4 separate regions of the Mus musculus genome follow, and all the other regions are linked to region 1. A link is a contact called in public promoter capture Hi-C data. All regions are on one chromosome and are shown on one strand. The core of a region is the stretch at or near the end of the contact, and the rest is flanking DNA. Distances in the headings are between cores, read along the strand shown. Region 1 holds the start of 4933407K13Rik (RIKEN cDNA 4933407K13 gene). Region 2 holds the start of Nsdhl (NAD(P) dependent steroid dehydrogenase-like). Region 3 holds the start of Prrg1 (proline rich Gla (G-carboxyglutamic acid) 1). Region 4 holds the start of Prkx (protein kinase, X-linked).

The links. Promoter capture Hi-C pulls out the DNA fragments that hold promoters and counts their contacts.
Region 2: a contact with region 1 is called in a promoter capture Hi-C map of liver, with 9 times the contacts expected there. The contact joins the promoter of Nsdhl here to the promoter of 4933407K13Rik in region 1. A contact is called at or near these places in 2 of 39 promoter capture datasets (liver and pre-B cells).
Region 3: a contact with region 1 is called in a promoter capture Hi-C map of liver, with 4 times the contacts expected there. The contact joins the promoter of Prrg1 here to the promoter of 4933407K13Rik in region 1. A contact is called at or near these places in 3 of 39 promoter capture datasets (cranial neural crest, liver and pre-B cells).
Region 4: a contact with region 1 is called in a promoter capture Hi-C map of embryonic stem cells, with 16 times the contacts expected there. The contact joins the promoter of Prkx here to the promoter of 4933407K13Rik in region 1. A contact is called at or near these places in 4 of 39 promoter capture datasets (cranial neural crest, embryonic stem cells, frontonasal cranial neural crest and 1 more) and 5 of 115 datasets of contacts at active chromatin or transcription factors (astrocytes, embryonic stem cells, epiblast stem cells and 2 more).

Annotation. Positions count from the first base shown.
Region 1 is chrX:75,762,656-75,768,268 of GRCm38.p6, reverse strand. 4933407K13Rik (RIKEN cDNA 4933407K13 gene) reads left to right here and starts at 3,570. Exons shown (of 9, transcript NR_029443.1): 1 at 3,570-3,743.
Region 2 is chrX:72,915,063-72,920,675 of GRCm38.p6, reverse strand. Nsdhl (NAD(P) dependent steroid dehydrogenase-like) reads right to left here and starts at 2,155. Exons shown (of 8, transcript NM_010941.3): 1 at 1,983-2,155. It overlaps Cetn2 (centrin 2), which reads left to right and starts at 2,332. Exons shown (of 5, transcript NM_019405.6): 1 at 2,332-2,362; 2 at 3,830-3,988; 3 at 4,283-4,411. The coding sequence starts at 2,360.
Region 3 is chrX:78,581,856-78,587,468 of GRCm38.p6, reverse strand. Prrg1 (proline rich Gla (G-carboxyglutamic acid) 1) reads left to right here and starts at 3,572. Exons shown (of 4, transcript NM_027322.2): 1 at 3,572-3,700.
Region 4 is chrX:77,792,539-77,798,151 of GRCm38.p6, reverse strand. Prkx (protein kinase, X-linked) reads left to right here and starts at 2,213. Exons shown (of 9, transcript NM_016979.2): 1 at 2,213-2,604. The coding sequence starts at 2,448.

The DNA of each region.
Region 1 (5,613 bases), core at 2,321-4,820:
TTTCCTTCATGAACTGCCTGTCACGACTATTTTTATAGCAAGAAAGCACCTATTTGTGGTGGTGATGAATGTGGCAGTGATAGGAAAAAATGCCCCAACCAAATATAAACAATCCCATCACACTCGTGGGAAAAAATTCACACAAATTGAGAGCTGGGTATGGTGTGGTGGCATATGCCTTCAGTTCTAGCACTTGGGAAATAGAGGCACTTGTGAGTTTCAGGTTAGCCTGAGTTAATACGATGAGACTCTGATGCCTTAAAAGATCATTTGAAATATCGGGTTTCATTGTTTCAATGTGAACTCTTTGCTGTTAAGTGTTTTACTCTAACTGCATCAGAACACATTGCACACTGTCCCTCCTATGCTACCAAGATTGATCTGTGGTTTTCAATAGTCTCTCTTCTGTCAAGTGCATTGTAAACATTCCTACCTATATTTTGCTTAAGTCTGGGGAGGGTGGCACAGTCTTACAAGGTCAAGCTTGAGGGAGAAGGATTTTTTACGTTCAACCAGCTTAGGCTACACTGTAAGACCTTGTATCCCAAACAACAAAATGAAGACACCATACAGACTAAGCATTTTGAATAAACACTCATCAGGCAAAGGACATGTAGGCTGCTTCACACTTTGGGTCGCATCAATAAAGATTTCAAGAATGCTCGTGGAAGGAGGTTTTAGTAAAGTGGGCTGCTTTCAACCAAATGGAAGAGGGACTATTTGAGTGGAGGTAGGAGACAACACGTTTAAAAGGGGATGTCAGCTCAAGCTGTACTACAGAGCAATTGTGATAAAAAACTGTATGGTACTGGTACAGCGACAGACAGGTAGATCAATGGAATAGAACTGAAGACCCAAAAATGAACCCACACACCTATGGCCACTTGATCTTTGACAAGGGAGCTAAAACCATCCAGTGGAAGAAAGACAGCATTTTCAACTAATGGTGCTGGCACAACTGGTGGTTATCATGTAGAAGAATACGAATTGATCCATTCTTATCTCCTTGTACAAAACTCAAGTCTAAGTGGATCAAAGACCTCCACATAAAACCAGAGACAGTGAAATTTATAGAGGAGGAAGTGCGGAAAAGCATCGAAGATATGGGCACTGGGGAAAAATTCCTAAACAGAACAGCAATGTCTTGTGCTGTAAAATCAAGAATTGACAAATGGGACCTCATGAAATTGCAAAGCTTCTGTAAGGCAAAAGACACCGTCAATAAGACAAATAGGCCACCAACAGATTAGGAAAGAATTTTTACTAATCCTAAATCTGATAGGGGACTAATATCCAATATATACAAAGAGTTCAAGAAGCTGTACTCCAAAAATTCAAATAACCCCATTAAAAATGGGGTACAGAGATAAACAAATAATTCTAAAGTGAGGAATACCAAAGGGCTGAGAAGCACCTGAAAAACTGTTCAACATCCTTAATCATCAGGGAAATGCAAATCAAAACAACCTTGAGATTTAACCTCACACCAGTCAAAATGGCTAAGAAGAAAAATTCAGGTGACAGCAGATGCTGGCGAGGATGTGGAGAAAGAGGAACACTCCTCCATTGCTGGTGGGATTGCAAGCTTGTACAACCACTCTGGAAATCAGTCTGGCGGTTCCTCAGAAAATTGGACATAGTACTACCGGAATATCCAGCAATACCTCTTCTGGTCATATATCCAGAAGACGTCCCAACCGGTAAGAAGGACACATGCTCCACTATGTTCATAGCAGCCTTATTTATAATAGCCAGAAACTGGAAAGAACCCAGATGCCCCTCAACAGAGGAATGGATACAGAAATCAAGAAGAATGAAGACCAAAGTGTGGATACTTCATTCTTTCTTAGAATAGGGAACAAAACACCCATGGAAGGAGTTACAGAGACAAAGTTTGGAGCTAAGACGAAGGGATGGACCATCCAGAGACTACTCCACTCAGGGATCCAACCCATAATCAGCCACCAAACCCAGACACTATTGCATATGCCAGCAAGAATTTGCTGAAAGGACCCTGATATAGCTGTCTCGGGTGAGGCTATGCCAGTGCCTGGCAAATATAGAAGTGGATGCTCACAGTCATCTATTGGATGGAACACAGGGCCCCCAATGGAGGAGCTAGAGAAAGTACCCAAGGAGCTGAAGGGGTCTGCAACCCTATAGGTGGAACAACAATATGAACTAACCACTATCCCCCCAGAGCTCGTGTCTCTAGATGCATATGAAGCAGAAAATGGCCTAGTTGGCCATCATTGGGAAGAGAGGTCCCTTGGTCTTGCAAACTTTATATGACTCAGTACAGGGGAATGCCAGGGCCAAGAAGTAGGAGTGGGTGGGTAGGGTAGCAGGGCGGGCGGGGGAGGGTATAGGGAACTTTCAGGATAGCATTTGAAATGTGAATAAAGAAAATATCTAATAAAAAAGTGGTGTCAGGGGTGTGGGAAAGGGATGAATGAAGTAAATGGCACACACCTTATGAAAGTGTTGAGATGGAGGCCATTATTTTGTCTGATAATTTAAAAAATGTAACAAGAACAGTGCACGCACACACACACACACACACACACACACACACACACACTATCTGTTTTGATTTTCTTGGCTGCAAAGTAGAATGTGATGCTATGAAAACAGGAGGGAAATGGGAGGGTAGACTTAAGTACTTAGGTGGGGAGGGTTATGGGAGGGTAAAGTGTAGGTCAGGATAACCAAAAGGGATAAATAATAAGATGGATGTTTGAAAAAGCCATAATCACACCTATTATTTATAAGCTTTCTTAAATCAATCAATCTATCCATCCATCCATCCAACCATCTACCTACCTATATCCACAGGTGGTGACACACTTTTTAATCTTGGGCCTCAGGATGCAAATTCATGTGGGATCTATGTTAGCTCAAGGCCTTCTAGTCTACAGAGGGAGTTTGAGGATAGCCAAAGTAGCACAGAGAAACCCTGTCTTACTAATAAATTTAAAAAAAAAAATCCGGTGCCAAGTGTCTGAAACTTCCCTGTGAGTTTTGTAGTTTTATGGTCCAAGAGATTTCCCCAAACAATTCAGGGGTATTGCCATCAGTCTGGTTGCCTGCTAGAGCTTGGGGATATGACCCTAGTACTGGGCTGGAGAAACGATTCAGCAGTTAAGAGGTCCCACTGCTCTTCCAGAGGGCCCAGATACAATTCCCAGCATTTACATAGCAGCTCACGTCCATCTGTTTCTACAACTCCAGTTCCAAAAGGTTTAGTGCCTTCCCTCTCCGATCCTATTCTGGACATTTCAGGCACTAGGAATACATGTGGTACACAGACATGCAGGCAAAACATCCACAATGGCCTGGTGGCACAGAACTCTAATGCTTATTAAACCATATTTAAGCTGATTTTTTTCTGTAAATACTTTTGAGAATCTTGGATGGCTTTTTTTTCCGGTCATACGATTCCTTCAGTACTTAATGGATCCAAACAGCATCGCAGCGACTAGATAAAAGAGCTGTTCCCAGATCCCTGCCGCTTTCCCAGACCCATTGCTCCTCCTCTTTGAGACACCGGGGCGGATCTACGTAGTCTCATATCCGCAGGGCGGAGCGAGCACTCAGTAAGAAAGGATAGCTTTTCTCCCTTTTCTGCTTCGCTCCCAACTAAGAATGCAGAGTCAGGGAGATGGCGCAGAGACAATGCTGCTGTCCATTGAAGCCCTCCAAAGGTCGGAGATTCGATCACAGGACAGCCTGGCCTGGACCAAGTAAGTTTATCCCTACTCTCTGACTCCTTCTGAGATGCGGAAGGAGTTGGTGGATAGAGCGGTCTTTGTGCATCTCCTCTCCCCTCTGAGTGTGTAACCCTGAGCTGGGAGCCTTGGGCTTTAGAGCGCGCAGGGATCCCTCTGGGCAGAGGAGGGAACACCACGTGACTTGGCCTTGTTGGTGAGTTTAGGGATAGTGAGTTTTGTGCTCTGGGCAGCATCTGGAGAGCCTTGGTGGAAGAGCCTCATGGGGGACTCGGAAGCAGTTCCCTAGAACAGAATGCTGAGAAAGCTGAGAGGTTTCAGGGACCTTCACCCTAACCCACCGCTAGGGAGGTGCAGGTACTGGGGTGGTTTGAACTGTATAATTGTTAAAGCATGGGCTGCCCTGTGGGTGGCTGCTTCGACTCCCCAAACTTAACCACTAAGAACTTTTACTATTAGGGATGTTTTAAACAGACAGACAAGTAGACAGACAGACGGACCCTACAAACAGAAGCAGCAAAACCCTCTGCATTTGTGAGTGTGCATTGGCAAGTTCTCACAAAATAATCAGGGCCATTCTTTCTGTTTTTCGTTTTCTTTTTCTAGTTTTGTTTTTGTTTTTTTTTTTTTTTTCCCCGAGGCATGGTGGTCTCTGTGTGTAGTTCTGGCTGTCCTGGAACGCACTCTGTAGACCAAGCTGGACTCAAACGCATGGAGATGCCACTGCACTCTGCCTCCCAAGTGCTGGAACTAAAGGCGTGGGCCGCCACTGCCTGGTGCCCATGTACATCTTCATTGCTCTAGACTCTAGACTTGTGGACCTGGGCAGGTAGGAAATTATGGTTCTGCTGATTATTGCAGCACTGATTGTAGATACCGAAGCCTTGCACATACACGGAAAGCCACTCTGCTGCAGAATTGTATGCTCCTTGTAATAGTAAAGGAATAATTAAACTTGGAAATTAAAAAAAAAAGAAATGATTTGAGATACTAAGGTCTATAATAATACACAATGTGCCTAAGTCGAGCAAGTCCTATTTTAAAAGTAGGTCAGATGCTATGTATTTATAGGAATGTCTGCATTTGTGTGAAAGTGTATACAAGATACTTGTATTTCTTGTTATTCATACCAAAGGAGAAGTAATGAAGTGATAGATATAGTTCCTATTTACCACAATAACTACTATATTCAAATACAGTACTTTTTTTGCTGAGTTTTAAATCATATGTAGGAAAATGTAAGCTTCCTCTAGAGTCTAGAACGCTAAAGAAATGACCTGGTACCCAAAAAAAAAAAACCAAAACGTGTTCCCTCTCCATTTATTTGTTTCTCATACTGACACAGTTTATAAAGGTGTATTCAGTGAACCAGACATAAAGCCATGGATTTTGCATAGCCATTGCTATGTGTGGTGGATTTCATTCCCATGAAGCTTTAGGACCTTGCTAACTCTTTAGGTTTTTGTTGTTGTTTTCCCAAAGTAAGTGTCTTACACCCAATACCCTGCATCCTTCATCTACAAGATACTGAGATTACGGGTCTATGTTAACACATCCAGCACTGTAGAACTCTTTTTATAATGTGTTTATGTTTTAACCTTGTGAGTATGTGTATGTTGGTGTGTGTGTGTGTATGAAGCATTCGTGAGTTTACTATGTAAAGGACAGTGTACATGTTCATCAGAAGACAACATTTTAATCTTCTTTGAATATGGTGTCTCTCTGCCACTGTACTGTCCACGCCAGGGTAACTAGACTACATTATGAGTTTATTGTGTTCTCTTTGCTTTGTATCTGCCTATACAAAGATAGGGATAACACATCCACAACAGGCCCTGGGTGTATGTCCAGGATTTCCAGGGAGCTGAGCTAAAGATGTCATGCT
Region 2 (5,613 bases), core at 906-3,405, 2.8 Mb after region 1:
ACTTATTCACAAGTTGCCAAACAGCAGCCACTGTCAGACAGAAGCCAACTAGAACAGTTCAGATCTTCAAAGAAACCATCAGCTTGTATGGAAAACAGAAAGCTTCAAAGAATGATAGAGCTGTGGTTGGATCCTAAGGAGGCTAAGCCCATGAGAACTAATGTATGATGCTTAGTAACATGAAATTATCTGAAAACTTGAGTGCTAAGGCCCTAGAATGAGTGAGTTAAAGAGAGGATGTGAGAGTCTTAAAAGATAGATCACATCCAAGGGTGGGAAGAACATGTCCTAGTAACCGTGATAAGTTGCAAGAACATAAGAACAAAGCAAAATTATACTCAGACAGGTCAAAGAACTTGGCTAGGGTCACAGAATTAGCGCATAACCCAGGAAGAAATTTATTTGTCCTTTCTAGCCTGCTGGGCTGCCACCCCAAAGGGGACTGATGAAACCAGAGATGTTCACTGTAAGAGTATAAGCATATGTTGGCAGAGGGGTGAATTATGAAAAACTAAGGGATACTTATGGACTACCTGATAGACTAAGGTTCACTGAACACTGAACATGTAGTCTTTCCTTTTCCAGGTACTGGTGAACACAAATATGATTCCTGTCCTCCTGTGCCTACCTTCTAGTGGAGACAACAAAGAAAAAAGGTTAACTTTACAGTGGCTTAGGAGGTGACAAGTGCTACTATAAAAATATGGAGCAATATGAGGGGCCCAGGTACAAAGTAAAGAGAGTGATTACCTTTACAGAGAAGGTGACAATAGCTGAAGACCAATACTAGGCTTGCTGGTGCATACCTTTAATCTAAGCACTCAGGAGGCAGTGGCAGATGGATCCCTGTGAAGTTTGAGGGCATCCTGGTTTACATAGTGAGTGCCAGGTCAGCCAGAATTACAGAGTGAGACCCTATCTCAAAACAAAAAAATTATATCTACCTGTGAAATTTTCTCAAAGAATTAATCAAAATACTAAAAAATTTTAAAAAGTTCATGGGACTGGGTAAGGTCAGTGAAGGAATGTATCAGCCGCAAAAATAGTGCCCTGGGTGAGAGTGAGCCAGAGGGGGAACAGTGTGGGTGTGATGGGAGAAGGAGGAATTTCATGGCAGGCTTTGCAGATTATGGTGAGAACTCCAGCTCATACTGCTGAGGAAGGGCTGAGGAGGAACAGAGAAAACAGAGGACAATTCAAGGACGGAACTGTGAGAACTCAGAGGCTGGATATGGGGGATTGTTGCTGCAGTGAACAAAGGAGCCAAACAAGACACAAAAGTTTTGAAGCCGGTTCCTGGCTTAAAGGAAAGAGGGCAAAGGGCCTATATTACATTTATGGGGAGCTGTTAAGTCTCAGGCCTTTCTCAGTTTGAGAGACTGATACTGTGCCCTTAAAGTCCCTAAACTGATTTTCTTTGCTTTGAGGGACGTAGAACATAGAATCTGTGTTCGACCCTGGGCCTTCATTACTCCTGGCACAGCTCCAGGTAGCCCCAACCCGTTGTGCACTTTGCCCTTTAATTCTCTTTACATTCCATACTTCCAAAACTCCTGTGGCTTTGCTTTCAAGGGAGTCTCATTCAGGAATGCTCCTTCCCATGTGACTTGAGTGTCTGTACGTCTAACAGGACACATTTTGATGAGTTTTGAAGATCTAAAAGTCCCCAGCCCATTCCCCTGAGAGCTAAAGTGACTCTTGTAGAGCTAATGTAAAGACAAAGCCTCATGTGGATTGGGTTTCTAAGCCCCAGCCCTGTGAACCACTGACACAATACTCAGCATGCCCACTCCAGTTTCGAGGTCTCAGCTTCTCCTGGCACAGTCACCCCTCCAAACCATTTGGTCATATCTTGCTGGCCCCTCAGATGTTCTGTGTCCCCCAACTCGGTTTTAAAATGGGTCCCACCCATTCCCTCCTACTTCCTCCAGGCTCTGTCACCCACACGCAGCAGCCTCTAAGGGCAAGCCCGCAACTCTTACCCGGTTTAGACACTCAAATGATCGACCTCAGCTTGCAGACAACCGGCAACCAGAGAAGTCTGGCTGAACACCCGCCACCCTTTTCTACTGATAGATATGAGCCCACAATCAGCAGAGCTTCCTTCATAATGTTGATTGGTCTAGCTTGGCTCTGGCGCAACCAATTGACGCTCACAGCATGATTTTGCCCAATGAGGCTAGTCTTTGGCTGCCGACGCACCGCCCTCTTGCTCTTGGGCGAGTTTTGCCAGGTTAGCCCCACCTCTTCGTTCCCAAACCAATGGGAAGCGGGCTGTGCGCGCGTGGAGCAGTGGGAACGCCGCTGAGGCTGCGAGTACGCCGTTGCCTTAACAACCGGTGGCAGAGTCCGTTGGGTGATGGTAAGTGCTAGGGATTCGGTGGACCCCACGCGGCGTCCCCGGTCCTTTCCTAGGCCTCGGTGCAGCCTTGCTACCTTTCTTGCACGGTTCTTGGCGTTGACGCACTAGTTCTTCCTTGGAGCTGTGTGCCGGAAGGGTAGAAGAGAAAGTACAGCCGCCAGCAGCTTGCCTTGCCTGCTCTTTCCCACTACCCCCTCCTCGCCCAAGTCACCTTCAGCCACCCCCGCACAAACTGCCTCTGGACCTCCGCTGGCTTTCAGGAAACAGCAGGGTGACCATTCTATTGCTTCCCTTAGACTTCCGCCTCAGTCAAACTCAGGCCTCCTGGCCGCGGCCACCCAGTTAAAGTTTATGCATTGGTGCTAAGAGGTTTACTGTGTTCTGATGGTCGCAAACGCTTTCAGGAGAGGCTGTGAGAAAGCACGCAGGTGCAAATGGTTTGATTTTTATCACTTTGTACCGGCATAATTTTTATCTTAGTAAGTTTACATTTAGCCAAATTTAGGCATAAGTAATTGGAGGAGCAGAGTTCTTGGGAACTGGCACCACAAGTAGATGTTTTAAGTACATTTCTAAAACCGAGAGTACGGAAATCATATACAGTTGATCATCCATAACTGTAATTGGTTTCTCAAAGAGCTTTTGATGATGCTTTTTTAGATTTAAAAATGACTGAAATTGAATCTCCTAAAGTGACACATGGATTAATGGTACAATTGCATGAACTTTCTGTAGTATAAACTTTAAGACAGTGGAGGTCAGAGTTATGTCTTCTCATGAAGGCTATGTTAACACTAGAAATTCATATTCATATATTCACTTGCTCTATGTTGATCTATACAAGAACAAGGAGGAAAATGGTAATATACTATTTTAAAACAAAAACTCTCTTCTATTTGGTGGCTCCCCAATGAAATATAGTTGAATTTAGTCATATGAGACATCACATTAAGACAAATTTACAGTTATATTAGAAAATAACCTCATTATTGCCAATTTCTTTTTTTATAACTTAGTAAAAACTGACATATATAAATTGAAATAGTTTTAAGTTGAGAGAAAGTTTTTTCTTCACAGAGGTTTGTGCTATTTGTCATTTAGAGTTGGGGTTAATTTTATTTTAGTTTTTACACTTATTATTCCTTGGTGGAGAAGCACATTTTAGCCTGAGTGTGGCGGTCAGAGAATAATTTGGAAGAGTTAGTTCTCTCCTTTTACCATGTAAGCATCGTTTCCCTTTTCATCTTTGACAACGACAACTGAAGCCTGGGTCCTGGTTCCCACTTAGGTTATCAAGCTTGGCAGCAAGAATTCTCACTGGCCCATGGAAGTTTACGTAATGACATAAGTACATTACAAACGATGGCACACCTCATTGAAAAAGATATGTATGTTTAGAGCTGTCATAAATAAAACAAGGACTATGGCTTGTAATAATGTGCTTCTGTGTTTATATATTGTGTGAAGGCCTCTAATTTTAAGAAGACAACCATGGCATCCAGTGCCCAGAGAAAAAGGATGAGTCCTAAGCCTGAACTTACTGAAGACCAGAAACAGGAAATCCGGGAAGCTTTTGATCTCTTTGATGCTGATGGAACTGGAACTATAGACATCAAAGAACTGAAGGTAAGCTGCACACATCCTTTTCTTTGTTACCTTGTGTTTCCTTATTGCTTGTCTTTTAGCTGTTACCGTTCTTCTCCTTTCTGCCTGCAAAAAGTAACAGACAAGGGTACCCTGTGTATATTTTACCTGAAACAATGGTCTAATTGATAAAGTTGATTGCAAATATCAATTAAATCAGCCTTAAGTGTTCCCTGATCATTTCCATCATTTTATCAGGTGTTTGGTTAATATCTTCAATAGTCATTTTTGTTTTTACGTTATGTATCTATTTAGATGATTCTGTTTTCATTGTAGGTGGCAATGAGGGCCCTGGGCTTTGAGCCCAAGAAAGAAGAAATTAAGAAAATGATAAGTGAAATTGATAAAGAAGGAACAGGAAAAATGAACTTCAGTGACTTTTTGACAGTGATGACTCAGAAAATGGTAAGTTAGTTAAGATAATTAGCATGCTTTCTACCCATAATGGTAGAAACATGAGAATCTAGACATACAAAGAGCTTTATCCAACAAAATCTATCCCTTCCACATGGGAGAAGATAGTATTTTTAATTGAGAGGATCTCTACGTTTCATTTGGCTTTCTTTAAGGTATTAGCATTATCTTGTTTCATGTGGCCACATGATAATCACAAGCAGTAAAAACTTTTAACACCGAGATTTTCAATGCTAGTCATTTTTGGTTTTAATTTATTATTATTAAAAATTAAATTATCATACAATAAATCAGGTGTCAATCTGACATTTTCAGACAAATGGTTCACACTTAAGATTGGTTCCTAGATTATTCTTCCACCTGAACCTCCTGGCAAGAACCTTCCTGAAATAGCTGAGGTTTGAACGCTTTCAGAAATTCTGCTCTTCTGCATTACAAGGACTCAGGGCCCTGGTAATTCTTTGAAGGCCATTGTGAAAAATACCTCTCTCCTCCTCTGCCTTTATCAGTCTATCTGTTTTAGCAATGTATTTTCCCTGACTACAACCCTACTCACTGCTTCTATATTTTAAAAATGAATCTAGTGTCTGCTTGTTTTGTACAGTACTTTATATACAATTATATTTCCTATGTAACCCCTGAGTTTATATTCACTTTACTAAGTATGTTTTCTTTTTTTTTTTTTTTTTTACAATGTACCATACTTGTTTGCCTGTGACCAAGGACATATATCATGACAGCTATCACCAGGACCTTATGATAATGTGGGCCATGGCCGGGGAATTAATCTAAGAAGATAGTTTTCCTACAACTCCCTTCTTGGGATTAGAACTGGGCAGCGTTCTATACAAGACAAAGCACAGGAGGGACAGTATAGATACCTGGCCAGATCCAGTGTCAGGTGTTAGAAAGATGAGCCCCAGCTCACTCCAGAGGCTCTTGTCTTCTACCTGTGAAAACAGTATATGACTGTTCGGCTATAATAGGAACCTGTCCTTGCCACATGATACTTTGCCCCACCCCCCCAACAAGTCCTCATGTCTATTTTTTAGGACTTCTTGACTTTTTCAAAAGCAGGCATCTTTTTTCTACTAAGTTCTGATTTGATTATGGAATAGATGATGGCAGAGGAAGTAGAAAGGGAATATATGCCACCATGAATCAGAGGACCTGGCTTCCTAACATTGTTCAAG
Region 3 (5,613 bases), core at 2,323-4,822, 2.8 Mb before region 1:
AGACAGATTTGGGGAGAAAAATTAACCTTTATTTCTTATAACTTAAAGAAAACTAATCCACTATTTATATTTTAGATCCGAAAATCAGGAGAGGGTTTTTAGGGTTAGGTTTTGATTTACAAGTCATTAACATTGAAGTCAATCAAGCAGAAGATTGGATCCATATATACATGATTTCAATGTCTGATTCTCGAATATTGGAGAATGAGGTTCCTTGGAGGCGTCTGAGTAGAAGAAATAAGATAACTGTGATAGTGAACCATATATTACATCCAGAACATCAATTCTAAAATATGCTTTTGAATCCTGCCTCATTCACTAAACAAGAAGCAAATCAGGGGAAAGTAATTTAAGGAAAATTAAGCTGATTACAAATTATTTTAGAACATTTTGGGTTTAAACAAGACTGTCCCAAAGAGTCTTCCAAAAGGAACTCTACTCTTACTTCTGGTCTCCAAAAACATAAAAACTGCTTTATTGTAGTTTTAAATATATATTTAAAAATGTATGTGTATGTATGTGTCTATGTGAGTTTATTCTGTTGGCAGGAGCCCAAAGGAGTCAGAGGGTACCAGGTCCCCTGTGGTTGTAGTTACAAGCAGTTATGAAACTTGCTGTAGGTTGTTCCAAACTAAACCTAGGACTTCTGCAAGAACAGTAAGTGCTCTTACCTCCTGATCCACCTCTTTAACTCCAATAAGTTTGTAGTATGGCTTCTTACAGCCGCCATAGACAATGAATACACTCATTACTGAGAGAGAAAGACAGAGGACATAGGCAGAGACACACCCAGAGAGACAAATACACAGAAACAGAGAGAATAAGAAAATATTCAGACTCTCTAGTCCTTAAATACAGATATTGTATTGTGTGCATTTTTTTCAAAACAGATTTATTTATTTTATATGTATGTGTGAGTGTTTGGATATATATAGGTGCACCATCTGTATGCCTGGTACAAGTGAAGGCCAGGATAGAGTGTTAGATGCTCTGGCACTGGAATTATAGTCAGTTGTAAGTCACTGTGCAAGATCAGAGAATTGAACCGGGGTCTTCTGCAAGAGCAGCACTCATAACTTGTGAGTCATGTCTCCAGCCCAGTGTTCATTTTGTTTATTTTTCTGTCTGTGTAATCATTTTCTTTTCTTCTGCAAACAACAACTGGAGGCTAGAGAGATGGCTCAGTGGTTAAGAACACTGGATACTCTTCTGACATGGGTTCCATTCCCAGCACCCACACAGCAGCTCACAACTGTCTTCTCATTCCAGTTCCAGGAGATTTGGAGTTCTCTTATGACCTCTGTGATCACTGCATGCTTGGGGTGCATAGTCAGTCATGCAGATGAAATATCACACACATAAAATTACACTCCCAAACAAAACCCAGCTCTTATCTGAGGGTCAGAGCAAGTCTGAAAACATTTCTCCCTATCTTAAATTTTCATTTAGAATTTTTCTTTACTTAAAAAAAAAAAACAATATGGTTGAATGCATGTGTAGGAGTCTCAGTACCATCTTATCTATACATTTTCTGTCCAGAAACAGTTGTGATAATCTACTCAATCAAAAGCTTTATGTGGTGCTTTAAAAAATCTGAACTAAGGAAAGAGAGACATTTTCTCTCTAATCGGATTTGAGAGGCTTGAACTCAGTGTTGTTCAGAGGCGGTGATTCCAAAAGCCTGTAGTAGGTGACTTTGGAAGGTTCTGAAAGAGTGACCCTGTCTGAAAGAGGAAAGATTGAGAGCCTGAGATGGAATTTCAAACATTCTACTTTCTGGTTTCATTTATTCCCAAGGCTAACAACAGACCTACCTTTTCACAGTTTGGGTTACAGAATAACTTTGTCATTTAGCTTAAGCTATTTCAATGTAGCATTTGTTACTTCTACCAAAATAACCTGATACATTAAGGGAAAAAAGAAGAAGCCAGCAATCAAATTAAAAGTGAATTCCTCCACATATCTTCCTCTATAAGAGGTGTAAAAATCAACTTTATTGACCTATTGTATTTTTAAAGTACCTTCTTTACAGGGAATGTTTTACTAATGAAATGAATAGGATAAAGTTACATTTTCAGTCACTTAAAGATTCATTCTGCAAAACTTGCCAGCACACCTTTCAGCAAAAATTACTCCCTACAATCCCCCTAAGCTTATTTTTCAAATGTAAAGTAGAAGTGAATTCAAGAAAGTCTACTTTATAAAATACATAGATGGAAGAACCACAAAGCTAATAGGAGGAATTTCAGTATATTTAGATCTTTAGTGACAATGATATGACTGCCCCATAAAATGTTTCAGTCATGCTGGGTGGTTGTGGCACAAGCCTTTAATCCTAGCACTTAGGAGAAAGAGGCAGGTTGATCTCTGAGTTCAAAGGTAGCCTGGTCTACAGAGTGAGTTTCAGGACAGCCAGGCCTATACCAAAAAATCCTGTCTCAAAAAAACAAAATAATACAAAAAAAAAAAAAAACAAAAAACAAAAACAAAAACAAGAACAACAACAACAACAAAAAAAACCCTAAATAAATAAATAAAGTTCCAACCACAACTAAAGTACTTATTGGGAAGGGCCAACTAGTGTGGCCCTAATTCCGTCATGACTAAAGTTAAAGAAAGAAAGAAAGAAAGAAAGAAAGAAAGAAAGAAAGAAAGAAAGAAAGAAAGAAAAGGAGGGCCGGGTAGGGGAATTAGCTTGGAACAAATAACTTCAAGGCCACACCCTCTTCACTTTGGGTTCACTGAGGTGTGCTTATTTTAATAGCTGAACTGAAAGCATGAGATGCCATGCCACAGCTGACCAGAGTCTAAACAGAAAAGCTCAGAACTTAAAACTAAGCATGCGTGCAGCATGGGATAATAATCACTTTAGCCTTCTTGAATTGGTAAACACCAGAAGAAAGTGTACCAAACAACACGGCCTTAGATCCCATATCTGAGAGGAGCCTTTAGAAGTCTTTTAGTGTTCAAATTATAAACACCCACCGAAGACTTTAAAAATAGGACTTATTTGACAACTTGTGTTCTCCTTTCCCAAGCCATTTAGATGGATTTTGCCAAGGTAATTATTCAGAGAAGGGTGCTGTGGCAGACACCTGAAATAATAGCACTTTGGGAGGCTGAGGCAGGATCTTCACGAGGTAGAGGCTAACCTGGGCTATATACAGAGTATAAAAACAGCCAGGGCTTCAAATCAAGAGCCTACTTTTAAGGAAAAAAAAAACTGTTTTGAAGGGAATTCAGGTTGTTGGCCTCAAAAGTTGTTCAAAAGCAATAGTGCAAATTTGCTCCCAGGGAAAGGGGCAATTCCTTGACACTCAAATGTAGTCCTTTGCTGCTCCTACAACTGTTTGGTTCTGCTTCAAGCAAGGTTTGCACCTGGCCTAGTTTGGGGAGGCATAGAAGGGATAAAGGCAGCTTTTCTAGCTGGGCTCCAGCTCAATGGCCTAGCACACAGTGGTGGAAGCTCTACTCTTCCCTTCCCTTCCCGCCCTGCCTGGCCACTCCCCTTGCTTCCCACTTCCTCCCGGCCCCGCCCCTTCTTTTTTAACCCTCTTGATGTGGGTTCTCTGGCTTCCTATTGCCCTTCGCATCAGCAGCAGCTGCAGGCTCCCTCTTTGCTCCTGGCTCCGGCTCTAGCGGGTGCGCGCAGGCGCGGCTTGCAGCTCTGCTAGCGCGTAGTAGCTGAGCGGGGCTCACGGTGAGTGAGGCAGCGGTGCGGGACTCCTTGGAGAGAACGTGGTTGGCAGCCAGAAAGGGACTCGGGTGTGTATGGAAGACTTTGACCCGGTTAGGGGAGACTCGTGCAGCTTTTTCAGTGGCGGGGCTTCTCGAGGTTGCCAGCCTCCGGCTGCGTGTGGAGAGGAGTGAGCCGTGGCGGGAGACTTAAAGGTGTGTAGGAGCTGCCGAGTTAGAAGAAAGAAGAAAGGCGTTTAGAAGCTGGAAGTCCTCACTTGAGCTTGGCCAGGCCAGGAAGGTTCGCTTGAGAGCCCTGGAAGGTGGCCCAGCTTCAAGTTCAGTCCCCCTACTTGGTGCCCCCGAGCGGTGTCCTAGCTTACTCTTTTCCTTCCTCTGCTTTCCCTGGGTGCCGAGTTGGCAGGAAGGTTTCCTGTCGGTGGGGAGAGGATTTGGGGGAGGTGGGTTGTTGGCCCGGACTGTTGCAATAGAGGGTGTGGCGTTCCTATGACTTTCCTTTCCCCGGGAATGTGTCCCTCTTCTGATACATTGTGCCTGGACATTTTTTAACAAAGGCTATAACTGTTTTGTAGGCTGTGGTGGGTGACAGCGGCGGGGGGGGGGGGGGGGCGAGGGTACGCGCGTGCGCGCACGTGTGTGTGTGTGTGTGTGTGTGTGTGTGTGTGTGTGTGTGTGTGTGTAGGCTCGCGCGCGCGTGTGTCTGCAAGCGAGCGAGCGCGCGCGTGTTGGCTGGCTTGCTTCAGAAGTCTGTGTTGCCGCCCTAGGGGGTGGGGAATCAGTGTGGGCCTGAAGTTGGGGGAATTTCCAGAAAGACCTAGCAACTTTCTGCAGAGGCTTTTTTCTTTTTACTGGTCTGTTGATTTTGAGAGTAAGAATATTCCCCATAGGAATGTGCCTGGTTACTATTTTGTGTGTTCTTGCTCTGTGTGTGTGTGTGTGTGTGTGTGTGTGTGTGTGTGTGTGTGTGAGAGAGAGAGAGAGAGAGAGAGAGAGAGAGAGAGAGAGAGAGAGAGAGAGAGAAATTGAGAGATTGATTTTTATACGTTTTTACAAATCCCAACAGAAGAAAAACCAAAAATAATGGTATTTCAGAAGAAATAAGTGAGTGTGAATGAAAGGGAGAAGACTTGGAATAGCTAAGTAGAGCTAGATAAATCCCTTTTGATAGTCACAGAATATGATCAGACTTGGGAAAATGTGGCAGTGTACAAGTCAGTAAATTTAGCTAGAGTATTGTTCATTGTTTCAATGAAGAATTCTTAAGGATATGGTGCTGCCAGATACTTAGGCTAACTCACTTTAGAAACTTTAAAAATGATAAAACATTAGGGAAAGTATTGTGACATTGGATAAAGGCCCATAGGCTTTCATGTTAAAAATTTATGAACTTTTATGAAAAATGATACATGTGGTACCAAGCACAGATGTTTATATTTTAACTCATTTTTTAACTGAGTACATCATAATAAACTGAGCTTCCTCCTCCTCCACCCCTTTTCCTTGATTGTGAATCCTGTTTTATAAACATAAACACCCATGGAAGGAGTTACAGAGACAAAGTTTCGAGCTCAGACAAAAGGATGGGCCATCTAGAGACTGCCATATCCAGGGATCCATCCCATAATCAGCCTCCAAACGCTGACACCATTGCATACCCAAGATTGCATACCCTATCAAGATTGTGCTGATAGGACCCTGATATAGCTGTCTCTGGTGAGGCTATGCCGGGGGCCTAGCAAACACAGAAGTGGATGCTCACAGTCAGCTATTGGATGGATCACAGGGCCCCCAATGGAGGAGCTAGAGAAAATACCCAAGGAGCTAAAGGGATCTGCAAACCTGTAGGTGGAACAACAATATGAACTAACCAGTACCCCGGAGCTCTTGATTCTAGCTGCATATGTATCAAAAGATGGC
Region 4 (5,613 bases), core at 964-3,463, 2.0 Mb before region 1:
GTATTTCTACCTGTTAGGAGCAGATTCCTTGCCACCATGAATCCTTTGTGCTGTGTCTGAGGCAGTTTCACTTCAGTTATCAGTGACAGTTGGTTTTTAACAAACCAGCTCTGCCTGTCAGAGTTTGAGGTGCCAATAAATAATGCACAGGGTCATGACCTTTTTTCAGGCCAAAGCACATGCTGCTTTCAGGTGCATGTGCAAGTGCTGTGACCCCCCCCAGCTCCACCCTCTGAGGCCCTGAAGCCATGTGATCAGCAATCATCAAGCCCATGATGTCAGCAGAGCACCCAATTCAAGAGGCCTGAGTCCACAAGATTGTGGGGACTAAGTGATGGCTATGTGGGAACAAAACAAGACTGCAGAGAGCAAAGCATGAAAAAAGAGACCCACTATGTGATGAGGGGGAGGAGAAATCACAGTCACAGTGGAGCAGCCCTAGATACTGAGTCTGCAGCACTCCCTGGGTGCTCTGCCTGACATCACCCTGGGTTTCTGGAGGATGATACCTGTTAGGGCAATGGCAGACCCTAGGGTGAGTGGTAATGTGCACATGCAGAAGAAGGTGGGCAGAGGAGCACACTGGAACAATTCTGGCCATCCTCCTGCCTTAGGCACATGTATATATGCTTCATGTGGGCTTAGAGATTCGAACTCAGATCCTAATTGCTAGAGCACCCATTCTCATAGAGTATCTGTCTCATCAGAAGATCAATGTTTGCAGAGTTGAATAAATGCTTTTTGTTGTTGAGATGTTTACCAAAGACTGCATGGACATGGGTTTGAGGCAATAGAAATTCTTTATTAGCCAGCCAGAGACTACATTTGGGTACTTGGGTTCCAAGTGTACCCTAAGCCTTTCTCAGGGTGAGCTTTTAAAACAGAAACTATGTTCTAGGTTGACATGTTTTAACAAGAACAATTAGCCAGAAGTGGAACTACAGAAACCAAAATGCAAGCTTAGTAGATTTAGAAACTTTCCCAGAACTAAGGGCTTTGATGGACTAGTCTTTTAGTTTTGGTAGGTGGCGCTGTCTTCATTTTGAGTGTTATAACCTGAATGATACTTCCATCATGGAGTCAGCTGTATAAAGTCTGGGGGTCTACTAAGGTCTGGGATCAGGCTACAGTTTTGTCATAGTGTAACCAAACTCAAAATAATAGCAGGCTCTGTGCATTCTGACTAGTGGAGTATCAGGTCCTAGCATGTGTTTATTGAATGAGAAAATGTTCTCAATGTGAAACAATAAAAAAAAATAATAATAAATAAAGCAGCCAGCAGACTTTCTTGTTGCCAAGGTCAGTGTACTTGCCACCTACGGGCATCATCGGGGCAACTGGTTCCGAATGGATGGTCCCCACTTCATTCCTGACTTGGGGCCCTATTGGCCCTGTGTCTTCTAGGACCCAGTGCCTCAAAGCTAGGAGCGGTGCAGTGCAGTGAGCATGCACTGAGCAGCCGGGAGACCACATTCTTTGCATTCCAGGCTCAGGGAAACACCGCCCTCACCTTGCAGGTGGTGGCTGCGGTCTGTGAAGCACCCAGTTCTCAGCACTGCCTACGAGCCCAGGCCTGTTTGAAGCCGCATAACAAGTCCCTGGAAACCCGGTCTACTCAGGAGCCCCAGGGCTCAGGATCAGCAGGTGCTGCAGGGCCACTGAGAGCCCGGGCTTTCGGGAGGGCGGCACTCGGGGACTACAGAACACCAGGAGTTCAATCCCCTGAGATTAAGGAGAAACCGAGAAACCCTGCCCAACCCGGACTCCTTCTGGTGCCTTTACCCACTGCTAAGGCTCTGCTGGTAAATATCCAAGCAGCAGCCGGAAGTTCCTGCACCTCTTCCTTCCCGCTTCCTGCCAAGGGGGAGGAACCAGGCATGCGGTGTGTGTGTGTGTGTGTGTGTGTGTGTGTGTGTGTGTGTGTGTGTGTGTGAGAGAGAGAGAGAGAGAGAGAGAGAGAGACCCATGGTGTGCGTGCGTGTGTGTGTGTCAAGCTGGACCCCGTGGCCCCAGTGCAGCCCCCTCCATTACTTTTACTTTGGTGCAGGTACATCCCATGGGCGTGGGCCCCGCGGGTGAGTAACAATAGGCAGGGTTGGGCCAACGCCGGGCTCCTCCCCGTCGGTTACGCAACAAGGCGGAGCGAGATGAAGGCTCTTCCCCCTCGCGTCATCCAGACACCCCACTCCCCCGCCGTCACAAGCCGGTCGCCGCCCAGCCGGCTTCCGCCGGGAATGAAGAGGGTTGCGGTTGGCTCCGGTCCCGCGGACCCCACGCGCGTCCGTGGAGCCCTCGGGCGACTTCCATGAGCCCCTCCCATCGCTCTGAGACCCGCTGAGTTTGCTTCCATTGTCCTCTCGGCCGCGGGCTCCGGAACACCCGTGCGAGCCCACTGCTGATGCACAGACTGCCATTGCGCCGCTGTCACACCGTGCGTCCCCCGCCCCATGGAGCCGCCCGCTGGTGCCGCGGCGACCGTAAAAGATCCAGACCATGACCCCGTGAAGACCAAGGTCTCGGCGCCCGCCGCGGACCCCAAACCCAGGACATCGTCACAGAAGGCGGGGCACTCGTTACAAGATTGGGACACCATAGCCACCGTGGGTGAGTGAGAACTGAGTAAGAACTTATGTGTGGGGACGCGGCTTGGGAGCGACCCTCAGATTTCTGTCTCCCACACTCTCATTACTGGGCCTCCGGAAACGGGGCAGCCCCACGTCACAGAGCTTTCAGGAGGGTGACTTCACCTTAGGGACTCGGAGGCTCCCTACTGGGGTGCTAGCCACCCTTGGGACACCACGCCCGGCCTCCCTGGCGCTTGCGCACCCGCTCATGCCCAGGATTTCTCGGGATCGCATCCAGCCTCCGCACTGTAGACCCCTGGCGGGACTCGAAGGGACGCGTGACCCCCAAGGGACCCTTCGGGGACGTTTTCCCAGCATCTATTGTGTGCCTGGGTCTCGTTTTTTCTTTAGTGGCTCAAACTTGGTACCCTCGTGACCCCGAAAGTTGCTAGGGAAGCCGGTAGATCCCCAAACGTGCCGGAGTACTGGGGAGGGAGGCTAGGATCTTGCGAATCATGGGCGCCAGCTTCTCAAGTCTGAAGCCCAGGAGTCCCGGGCTTCTCAGCAAACTTGGTCACTAGGACAGTTGTGCCTGGTGTGTTGATGATTAGGAAAGTGTTCCGGGAGGATGGAGGAAGGACAGAGGGAGGGATTGGCGTCCTCCGATCAGCTGTGAGCAGAGATTCTAGAGGCTTCTGTGTTCACCCTGGTGTGGAAGTCAAGTCAGGGTTCAGGACCAGGATGAGGGGCAATAAACACTTTCTCAGCTGAGCAGGTGAGATGTTAAAAAAAAAATGTGTGTGGGTAAAAGGGCTTGCAAGTTTGATCCTGGTTCCCTCTTGGAGGCTGGCTGACACTCGCTGCATCTTGGCTTTTGATTGACTTTTGAGGGAAACTGAGCTGCTTGAATGAATGTCGTTTATTTATGTATCATGTTGTATTCTAGGCTGGCCTTTCCATCACTGTGTAGCCAGGATGACCTTAAACTACACATTCTCCGCCTCCCCCTCTTTCTGAGTGCTGGGAACCGAGCCCCACTCCACCACAGATTGGTTATGGGGTGCTGGGAATGGGGACTGCCCTCTATATGTTTGAGACATTGACCTGAAAGTCACTGCATAGCCTAAGCTGACTGGAGATGCCAGACAATCCTCCTGTCTTAGCTTTCCCAGTGCTGAGACTTCAGGGACTCATTCACAGGCACTTGGCACCTCAACTGGTTCTCCACCCTTTTCTTTCTGTCTGTCTTCCTTGCCCTCTCCCTCCACGCCCCATCTCGGCACCTTAGCTGGTTCTTCTCTCCTTCCTTCCTTTTTTCTTTCCTTCTTCTTCGTCCTTTTTTGTGTTTGTTTGTTTGTTTGTCTGTTTGTTTGTTTTTGAAAACAAGGACTCTCTCCATAGCTCTGGGTCACTAACTCCTAGAGATGTGCCTGCCTCTGCCTCCCAAAATGTTAGGATTAAATATCTGTGCCACCACACCTGGCTCTTTTGTTAATTTTAAAATTTACTTATTTACTGTGTGAACGAGGGGAGGGGGCAGCACAAGTGTGGGGTCAAGGTTCAACTTTTAGAAGTCTGTTGTTTTGCCAAGTAAGTCCATGGTATCAAACTGAAGTCCTTAGACTTGGCAACAAGCCTATTGGTCTGCTGAGCCCTCTTACTGCCCCACTGTGTCCCTAGAATAGACCTCATGGGACATCTTGGGAGCGTCCTTGTCCTGAAGTCCTCCAACTTCTTCACCTTTTCCTTACCATGACCCTGTTCCCTCGGAATCTTTTAGAAGGACCTGGGCACACACATCAGCCTCCCCTCTCCCCTACTCATCCTTTCATATATATACACACATAACTGAGCTATAAGCGCTCTCTTCACTGAGCCCTCACATAAATTTAGATGGTGTCTATGACCAACGGAGTTTTGTGGGTGTTTGAGACAGGGCCTCCATGTGTAGCTCTGGCTGTCCAGGTACTTGCTGTGTAGACCAGGTCTTGAACTGCAGGTGCCTAACAAGTACATACCACCCAAATTAACATGGAGCACCTCCGTACTCTCTCTCTCTCTCTCTCTCTCTCTCTCTCTCTCACACACACACACACACACATACACATACTCACACACAAAGACAACTCCTGCGTCCCTAGTCCCCAGCACACACTGCGTTCTCCAGGAAATAAGTGTTGATGCTTTTGTCTCTGACCTAAAGCTCATTTCTCCATTCATTAGGAGACTCAAGTAGAGAACATTTCAGGCTGGGGATGTGATTCAGTGGATACAGTGTTTATAGCTTAGTTGAGATAATGTTTATAGCTTAGTTGGGATGGGGAGACTGCTTGTGATTACAGTACATGTGACTCAGTAGACAGAGTATTTATAGCTCAGTGGGTAGAGTGCTTGTAGCTCAGTACAATGCTTGCATTCAGTGGGTAGAATTAAGTGGGTAGAGTGCCTGTAGCTCAGTGGACAGAGTGCTTGTAATTCAGTGAATCTCATATCTAAATTTGCTGAACAGGCCCCCTCTGTCCAGCAGGTCTAATGTAGTCTTGTTTCCCTGTACTCAGCTGTGATCTCTTGAGTCCTGTGCCTCAGTTTACTTTTCAGTGCTTCCATGGCCTGCTGCCTTATGGAAAGCCAGTACTAAATCTTCAGTCTTACAAGGGCAGAAGATCTCCAGTCTGTCTGGATGGGAACATCCTCCTTAGATGAAGAGTCACATGAGCAGCTGTCAGATGCTCTGACAGATCACTACAGGCTAGTGTCTTTTACACTAGAGAGGAATTACTGAGGGTCCTGTGGGGGATGGGGGAGTTGGCATCTGAGATACATTGAGGCCATCTGGTAGTCCATAGTGACATTAATACAAATTTAGAACTATCTAGGAGACACTTGAAGTCCAGATCATTGAGGAAGAAGAATCCTGTGCATGGGTGGGGACCCAGAGTGCTTAAAAGGGAAATCAATTACCCATTAATATTGCCAAGTCACCAGCGTTCATCCCTATTGATGTAAGGAGAGCAACTATGTCCTGCTTTTGCCTCCATGAAGTCATCTC